Regions from separate parts of the Danio rerio genome. Here region 2 is linked to region 1. A link is a contact called in public Hi-C data. All regions are on one chromosome and are shown on one strand. Each heading gives the region's core, a stretch centred on a gene start, on an enhancer-like site or on the middle of the called end of the contact. The rest is flanking DNA. Distances are from core to core; before and after follow the strand shown.

Evidence for each region. A called contact is a pair of places that touch in the nucleus more often than the background predicts.
Region 2: a contact with region 1 is called in a Hi-C map of hematopoietic stem cells, with 2.5 times the contacts expected there. The contact joins the promoter of osgn1 here to the promoter of eif2s2 in region 1. A contact is called at or near these places in 3 of 18 Hi-C or Micro-C datasets (caudal fin, hematopoietic stem cells and an unstated tissue) and 1 of 4 datasets of contacts at active chromatin or transcription factors (embryo).

The regions. Positions count from the first base shown.
Region 1 is chr6:52,631,384-52,635,752 of GRCz12tu, reverse strand. eif2s2 (eukaryotic translation initiation factor 2, subunit 2 beta) reads right to left here and starts at 2,347. Exons shown (of 9, transcript NM_212675.1): 1 at 2,270-2,347; 2 at 1,190-1,367. The coding sequence starts at 2,284. It also overlaps a transcript of asip1 not described here.
Region 2 is chr6:53,347,536-53,351,904 of GRCz12tu, reverse strand. It overlaps osgn1 (oxidative stress induced growth inhibitor 1), which reads left to right and starts at 2,319. Exons shown (of 6, transcript NM_200186.1): 1 at 2,319-2,470; 2 at 4,046-4,113. The coding sequence starts at 4,056.

The DNA.
Region 1 (4,369 bases), core at 1,098-3,597:
AAAAGACAAAAAAAGATGTGATAACATAAAATAAAAATATTTTATTTTATTGTTGAATTTCACAGCAGTTTACAAATAACTGCAAGCAAACAGAAGTAGATGCATAAAGCACAGTGACAACTAAATGCATCACTTGAGTTTGATGGCATGTTTTGTTAGTTTTATTATATTACTAAAGTTGCCATCTTTTTCACTGTTACTGCATGTTCATTTTCATGACTCATACATAACCTAAACAAATATGTAATAATATCTGCAGGTAAATACTGTTTATGAGGTAGAAAAGTATTAATATAGCCTTGTTTTCATTGTGCAATATTTTGATTATTCAGGGTATATTTCAATTATCTGAAAATTTGTTAACGTTGATAGGCCTGTCATGATATCTATTTTGTTACGATATATAGAAACAAAATTTATAACGATATACAATATTATTGTCATTATGAGACCATTTTGACACTACAATAGCATCATAATGTAAGTGCACCCATCTAAAGAACACATCATATTCTATTCCTGATAATATTTCATTTAATTACTCATTTTAACAATTTAATAACTAGGCATTGGAATCAGAGTGTGAAAACGTATATCCCACACAAATAAATTATAATATAAATGTCAACAAAAATGTCCAAGGTGAAAAAGAGCTAGAAAAAAGTAACAGACCTATTTTCAGTCGTCAGGCACCCATATTAAAATATACTATAGTAATTTATACTCTAGTGTTTTTTTTTTTTTTTACCTATACTGACACTATCACCTCCAATAGACATAGAGAGGCTGCACCATGAGCTAAAATGTGGCTAGAATTGGTTTAATGTATGGGCGATACATATTGCATCACCAAAAATGATTGTGGACATGTCCATGTGTTGCGCGATAAGTCGAAATTATGATTATTGCGACAGGCCTAATTGTTGATTTATTGTAAATTGATACTATTTACATGCAAAGACAATCTGTCCTAAGGCAACTTAAATAGTCCACTTGAATGTTTAAACTCATTTACAAGTTTTTTTTAATAATTTAAAATCAAACTGGCAATGACAAGATTCTGGGGAGAAATTTGGGCACTGACTAGAGATAGTTAATAATATTGCTTTGGGTTTTCTTAGCATCTCTCAATTACCATGGTACACTAGGCAGAGAACATTTATGCAGAATAAAATGGCATGCAATTTACCTTTCTTCCTCCCCTCATCTTCATCGAGATCAAACTCTCTCTCCTCACCACCATCTGCCTCGATCTCTTTTGCTTCTACTTGTTGGCTTTCATCTCCTCCCTCTCCACCATCTTCTTCCAGCATGAAGGGCTTCTTCTTCTTTTTCTTCTTCTTGGTCATGGTGGGATCAAATATCATCTGGAAGGACAAAAAAGCAAGAGTTTAATGAGATGAGATTGAGAAGACCCCAGCAACAAAGGCCAGAAAAGCCTACTGACCAGTCGGTCAGAACTAATCTGACTAAGACTATATTAGATGATGTCAACCATGATGTAATTTTATTATTTTATAAAACAAGTTGAATAACATATACCTGGAGTGGCTGAACTCACTTCCCAATTTAAAGTAAAGTATCAGGATAAAGATGTTTAAAAGTGATAATCAGAAACCAACACTTCATTGACCAGGTATTGCATCATAATATTTATACAGTATTTCAAACATGTCAGGGTGCTGAAATGCAAATTCCATAATACTTTAGTTTTTTAAAGACTAATGTTTATTTAAGCATTGAACTAAAACATTCTTATATCATAGTATTTACATGATACTTTACAAATACTAGAGGCATTGTATGAATAGTCTAAAAACATGGTGCTTCCACAAACAATATTATCAATATTATCAACGACTACAAAATAAAACACAAATGTCAAAACCATAGTAAATAATCATTAATACAATCGCATTATGATAGCAGTCAAAAACAACTTAAGTAATACCATGGTACTCGAGTAAAAGAACCCTTGTATCACAACGTCCAGACATTATCGTAACTGTCGAAAAACGCGCTATCATGAATAAACTCCAATTACAGTACCATATTACGTTTTGTCAATAAACTCTCAAGATCATTTGAAATATGTACAACGTTTAATATGCAACTAGCCAGGCTACTGACAAAAAGATCTAGAAAAAACGAGTCGGCACATGTGTTTCCACACAGCCTAAACTAGTAGGCCCAATTGTCCTTCCTTTTTGACTGTGTAAGTTCATCTATTTTAACCTATGTTCTTCATAAACAGAGACAGTTCACTAACCTCGTCTCCAGACATGTTGTCGGCTTGTAGTGAAAACCCAAGAATAAAACGTCAACGTTATAATAGTGTAAATTTAACGGTCTACTCTTCCTCGATACGCGCGATGTCTGCGACAGGCCGGGCGGAGCTGAATGCGCATGGGCGTCAGATAGCGCTAAGCGCATTGCATGATGGTAGTTGTAGTTTTGGTTGGTAAAACTACGCAGGAGACTCCTATTTTGTCATAGCGTTTGTGTCTCAGGCGGAAAAAAATCCCACATTTAACAGACAGAAATGTTTTCACAGAGAAACTCGTGGCTTATTTTGTCTCTCTGGAGTATGGCAGAACTCCCGAGCCTTGTTTGATCAGATTTTGAAGCTCATAAACCAAAACAGTTTTATGGAGTTGGCATAAACAAACGAGTGTGCTGGGAGAATTACTTTTATGTGATACAATAAATCTTGGTAAATAATGCTCAACTTGGTTTCTAAACTGCATGGCCTGAGCAGGTGTAAACATGGCGTCTCTGAAGAGTTTAACGCTTGCATTCTTCAAATCTCCTCAACAATATCCTCAAAGCTTCTTCCAGAGGAGAACCAGACCTGCCTGCTTCATGCTCATAATGGCTTGCAAACCATTTTATTCCTCTAATCTGTTTAAAATTGCAGTGGGATTCCTGGCTCCCAGACAGCTAAAGCCTTTTCCTGCGTCCTCCATTCCTGTCTGCTTTTGACAACAGTGCTGAATCTTGCGTCATAGAGCACAACACATGCATGAGAACTTCTCGCTTTTTATATAAATACAGTCCCTGAGGTACAAGGTGAGTTGCCATTATTTTCTCAGCAAGAACTAACAACAATACAAAACATTACTTTCCTAAACACCTGTTTGTCTCTATATATGAACTGCATCTTTTGATCTACGATATCGTCCGCAATGAGAAACTGTTGGAAATAACATTAAAAGGTTTTGTTCTCTGAAACCCTCACAGAAGACAGTTCAGGATTTTCAATTGAGTTACATGCGATTACATCAGTAGGTTTTTCTCTTTCTTCTCCCAGCTGTGCTTTGTTTGTTTAATGACTCTGGACCACAAAGTATGTGTCTAAATTATCGATCTTTATTATCATTCAAATTTTATTTTTATCAGAATATTAAGTTCTTCTTCTATGAAAACATTTCAGAAATTTACTTTTGTTAATTTGTCAAAACATCATTTTTAATTAATAATATGTATATGATATTAATTGAATAAATGTTTTATTTTAAACTACAGATTCCAGATTTTTAAATAGTTTTATATCGGCTAAATGTTGTCTTATGCTAACAACCAATACATCAATTGAAAGCCATTTATTTCAGATGAAAAAAAATCACCTACATCTTGGATGACCTGTGAGTGAGTAAATGAACAGGAAATTTAAAGATCATACATATTATTTGTATTTATTAACATATTTCCCAAAATTTCTCAGGGTGACATATTTTGACTATTCTGATTACTGTACAGAAGAGACCCACTACAATGTCATTCAGAAATAATACCAAAAACAAATCTTGATTTATAACAAGAGAAATTTGTTGACATAAAAAAAATGTTGCAGCACTTTTCTGTATTAGTATTGTGATTATTATTTAATTGTCATTTTATTTATTACCTATTTGCACATATACATGGCAATATTTCAACAATGAGTTCATCGTGTGCAAAGAGAAACTGCTTTTGATCTAACATTTAGGTATTTTTGCTTAATCACTGAAACTATCTCTATGTTTAATTACATCTTATGTTTTTCTGTACCACTGAATATCACACGTATGTGTGTGTTTAAAAACGTAATAAAAATATATGATAAAGATATTGAAACTGGAAACTGGTTTGGATCTAATATTTAGGGGTTTTTGCTCACTGGATCACTTAAACTCTCTCTGATGAAAATGTTATAATTTTCAAAGTTTAAAAAAACTCCAAAATTCCAAAAAAAACTCTTTGCTGATAAATCTTACAACATTTAATGATTTATTAAATGATCAGTGCAGTCTCAAAATATGTTTTAATTATCTTTTTTAATCAGAAACATGTAATGGCATATATCACAATCAGAGGACAGACAGAATAA
Region 2 (4,369 bases), core at 1,070-3,569, 720 kb before region 1:
TAATTCTTCCACTACGGGCACTTTTATGTCCTTGTGATCATATATCCAAAAAAATATATATAATTTTATTCAAGTTCCTCTTTCTTTGTCAAACTAACAATAAAACCTACTTTTTAAAAAAATACTACCTTTCTATTATATTTTTTTTCATATAATTCAACCTCCTTTTAGGTGTCAAAATCCAAAAGTTCTAGTTTTAAAAGTTTCAAGTTTTAAAATTCAATAATGAAAATAACATTTTAAAATATTATTTATTTGGTATCTATTAATGTATCTTAATGAAGCGCTACTGAAATAATTTAAATATTTTATCGTTATTAATGTGAGAGTATTATCAATATTATATTTTAAACAATATATAGCTGTCGCACAGTATCAGTGTCATTTCCACCACAACTCCGTAATGTCGCTTTAAAATGTTTGTGTGAAAGATTATTTAGGTGGTTTCTATGAAAATGAATAGTGACATCTGGGAACATGTTTAAGATGGAGGGAATTTACATTTTCATCAACAACACTTGAAGAAAAATCAAGGTAAATATTGCTTGATAAGGAAATACATTTATTCTATGTCATTTCCAAACATGCTGTACCTTCAAAGATGTTTTTAAAAACCAAACAAAATTTAGCTATATAAGAGTGTTTGGATACATGAAAGGCTAGCATCAATTTAAAGCTAATCGGTGAAGCTATTTTTTATTATATTATTTTTCATTAATAACTATAAAATATTTACTCCACAATAAAATTTAGACTGTAGCAAAATTTGATGGGTAGCATATTGCGTCATCAAAATGTGCTACCTACTTTTTGAATGGGAGGTAGGACAATTCAACAATTAATTAATAAATATTTTAAAGTTAGGTAGTTGTAAACTATTTATTTGGGCTGAATTTTAATGTGGAGTAGAGATATGAAGCTGTATTATCGCCCAATACCTAACCCCAACCTCAGAACCATTAAAATACAGTGTTGGTAGCATAATCTGATGGGTAAGATAAAATGTCAGGACACCTGGTGTGGTAGTTTAGGGTTTTGTTTGTATGTGCGTGCATGCATATTTGCATGCAATGTATGTGTGCAAATGAATTTAGAGCTAATCAGGCTTGATAAATCTTGACCACAGGGTCACAATGTTAAGTAACAGCATGTTCTTAAAGTTCAGCAGTTTTGGTGGATATCCAAGAAACAAAAGAACCACGACTACCATAACTCAAAGCCCTTATCGCTGCCTCAAATGGTATTGAAAGTATGTTTTTAGACAAGGTTAAATGACCTTTTTTGATTTACTCAAACTTTGGGTATCACCCTTAGACATATGCACACAAATTTATGGCTCCAGTCCACAGGCAACATGTTTCCCATTTTTGAGTTTGTTATCTCATCAGTTTCTTTGTCAGACTTTGAAGCTGGTCTAAGCAGTCTACTTTTAAAAAAATGTTAATGGGAACCCAAATACACCCATGAGAAAATACCTCGAGTGAGGATTTCAGTGATTAGTTCCAACAATGGAAACTTTCTTTTACTTCTGAGGAGGGTGGGGGGGGGGTCAAAAAAAGCATCACAAAGGTTAACTATATTGCATCACTTGACCCAGTAAGCATGTCGCAAAGTCACGTACCTTCATAGTTTTAAAATATGTACCTAAAATATGAGGGTTAATTTAAATGTTAAATGTCTTACATATATAGTTTGACAATAAGCAAACTGAGGATGTACAAAGTTAAGTCTGAAGGAAATATTAATTAGAAATATGAGTCATGCAAAGTCAACAAACGGTGAATCTTATCCAACTAACTAAATCACCAAGTCATTATACTCCAACGACAATAATTATGGAGATTGATATAACGTTAAAGGAAATACACAAACCTTTAGCAGTTGTCATTGCTTTCAATCATGAGGTAAAATTCTGGAAAAAAACAATGAAAGATTCAATTCAGAGAGTAGAAAATCATTAGTAATTAATTAACACTTTTATTACAAAAGACAGTCGAACATAATTGTTAAGGTTGCCAAAAAAGGCAACAATTTTCGTTAAGGGCGATGCAACGTTGAACGGTTACGATGGCAGCGACACCGCTGAAGTCGCTGCGTTCTCTGATTGGCTGATATGCAGTGAGAGCAGGATTTAAGCCAATCAGCGATCAGATCATTGTCAGTGAGTGGAAAACTACAAGGCATCAAGACGCCGGTGCGTCACTCTAAGCCGGACCAATCATATTGTAAACGTCACATCTTTTCTCGATGATTGGCTCGTATGGGACACACTATGAAGGAAAAATTATAAAACCCATTAGCGCACGAGTACTGTCTGTGTGCTGAAGAGTGCCGTATCTCTCCTAGCAGCCACGCTTGAAGCACAGCGAGAGGAAACTGCGTATTTCACCTCTCGGTTTATATTATCTTCATCTCTTGTAAATTTAAGGCTTTGCTGTCTCTCGACTTATTCGGAGCATTTACATTACAGGTAGGTGGTTACATCAAGCCGTTATGGCTTTGCTTGCATCACGCCGGTTTGAGTTAACGTTAATACATTACAAAACTTGACATCATTGCAGGGGGGATATGATTAATGTACTCGACCTCTTCTTTTGGGTCATTTTAACTCATCTTTGTTCTTTTTCCTTAAATTTGGTGTTGCGTCGTAATATGTCCGTCGGATATGGAAATTGTCTCGTAGGCATGTCTGGACAGTGGACACTTACGTGAACGCGCACGCATGTAATGCGCGCATCTGGGTTAACGTACACCCATTAAGTTAGTTACCGGCTTTCGTGTGTAACTTGGCTTTAATCTTCAGTAAATACAATCCCGTTAACCTACAGTCTGGCATGTCCGATTTGGCTGTTCGCGCATCATGGGGGCGGAGAGATTCAGCAGACAATGCGTCTGAGAAACGCGTGTCGCCTTTTCTGGAAACCTCTGTCTAACGTCAGCTCATTTTGCACAAATCCGAGAGAAAATATAGCCTTAAATAGTGTTTCTTTTATGTTCAGCAAGTTGAAACTGAGGTCACATTACGCTTTGGTTTGCAAGTAACGTTACGTGGTATGGCTGTCATTCTGACATCTTGTTTCTTAAGCATCTGAAAGTATATGATCGCAGATGAGTAAATTTATGACTATGATTTAATTTGGGATGAGCTGCTGCGTCTTTAATTTTGGGGGCGTGTGAACGCGCATGATTTAACACCTTGAATGGACTTCAGATGTGACGTGCACGCGGCTCGCTGTCACTGTGATACTTGTCTGTCACTTGCTAGCTTTTTGCAGATAAACGAGAAAAAACTTAACTGTTACAACTGACAAATTCAATAAGAGATCAAATTGGCTTATATTTTAAACTTTATAAAGCACAACATAGTAACTTGGGAGCCATAAAATTACGAAACACTGCACGTTTATACGTTATACGCGTTTAATGTGAATGCATTGTGTGCATTAACCTTTTATGACTTGCACATAAACATTTTTATCAGCCGCAACCTCATAAACTGACCTGAATTCAGAAAGCGTCCTGCACGTAGACACAGACCCACACGCCCCCCTGGACTTCGTTCAAGTTCACAGAAACGTTTCTAAAATGCGTCTACGTTCATTACAAATGTATATTAAAGTGAAAACGACGAACAATTTCCATATCAAGTGTGTTTGACTGACTTTTGATATTAAATAAAGCTCTGCTTTTTCGTTTAGCCGTTTAGTTTCTATTCAGAGTGATTCAGCTGTTTCGACCGTGGCGCGAACTCCTTTAATGGCGCTGTCACTTTAAGATATTCTGTCCAGTCATGGTTACCGTAACGCTGAACTTCTCCTGTTATGTAATTGCACTTGAGTTGATTCATAAGGAGTATTGGCTGAAGCTTATAGTCCGTCTTACTGTAATTCAGATTATATAGAGTGATGTAATATAAAAGGGGACCGTGTTAGCTGGTCGTTATTATCATGGAAGTGAGGGAGTGGTGGTGTGTATCTTGGGAGGGGGTTTTATGGTTTAGTTGATAACGTTTTCAACTCGACATTTGTTCTTTTTTATATAACAGGTTAGCCACTATGGAGCTGTACAATAAAGACACCTTTTCTGACGATATCCTGCCTGTTGTCATTGTTGGTAAGAGTTGCCATTTCAATGTTTCTTTTATGCTTTGTGAAGTTTGTGTGTACTTTGTCTGACACATGACACTACCTCTTCCATCAACACTTACAGCCGATAATGTGCTTCCTACATGCATAATGCATGCAAAATAACTCCTCTTGGACTGTTGTTTCTCTCTGTACTGTTTAAATGTTGTACTGCAACCAAGGACTACAATTAACTAATAATTAACAGGATAATTGTGTTAGGCATTAGCTGATAAGATTCTGAT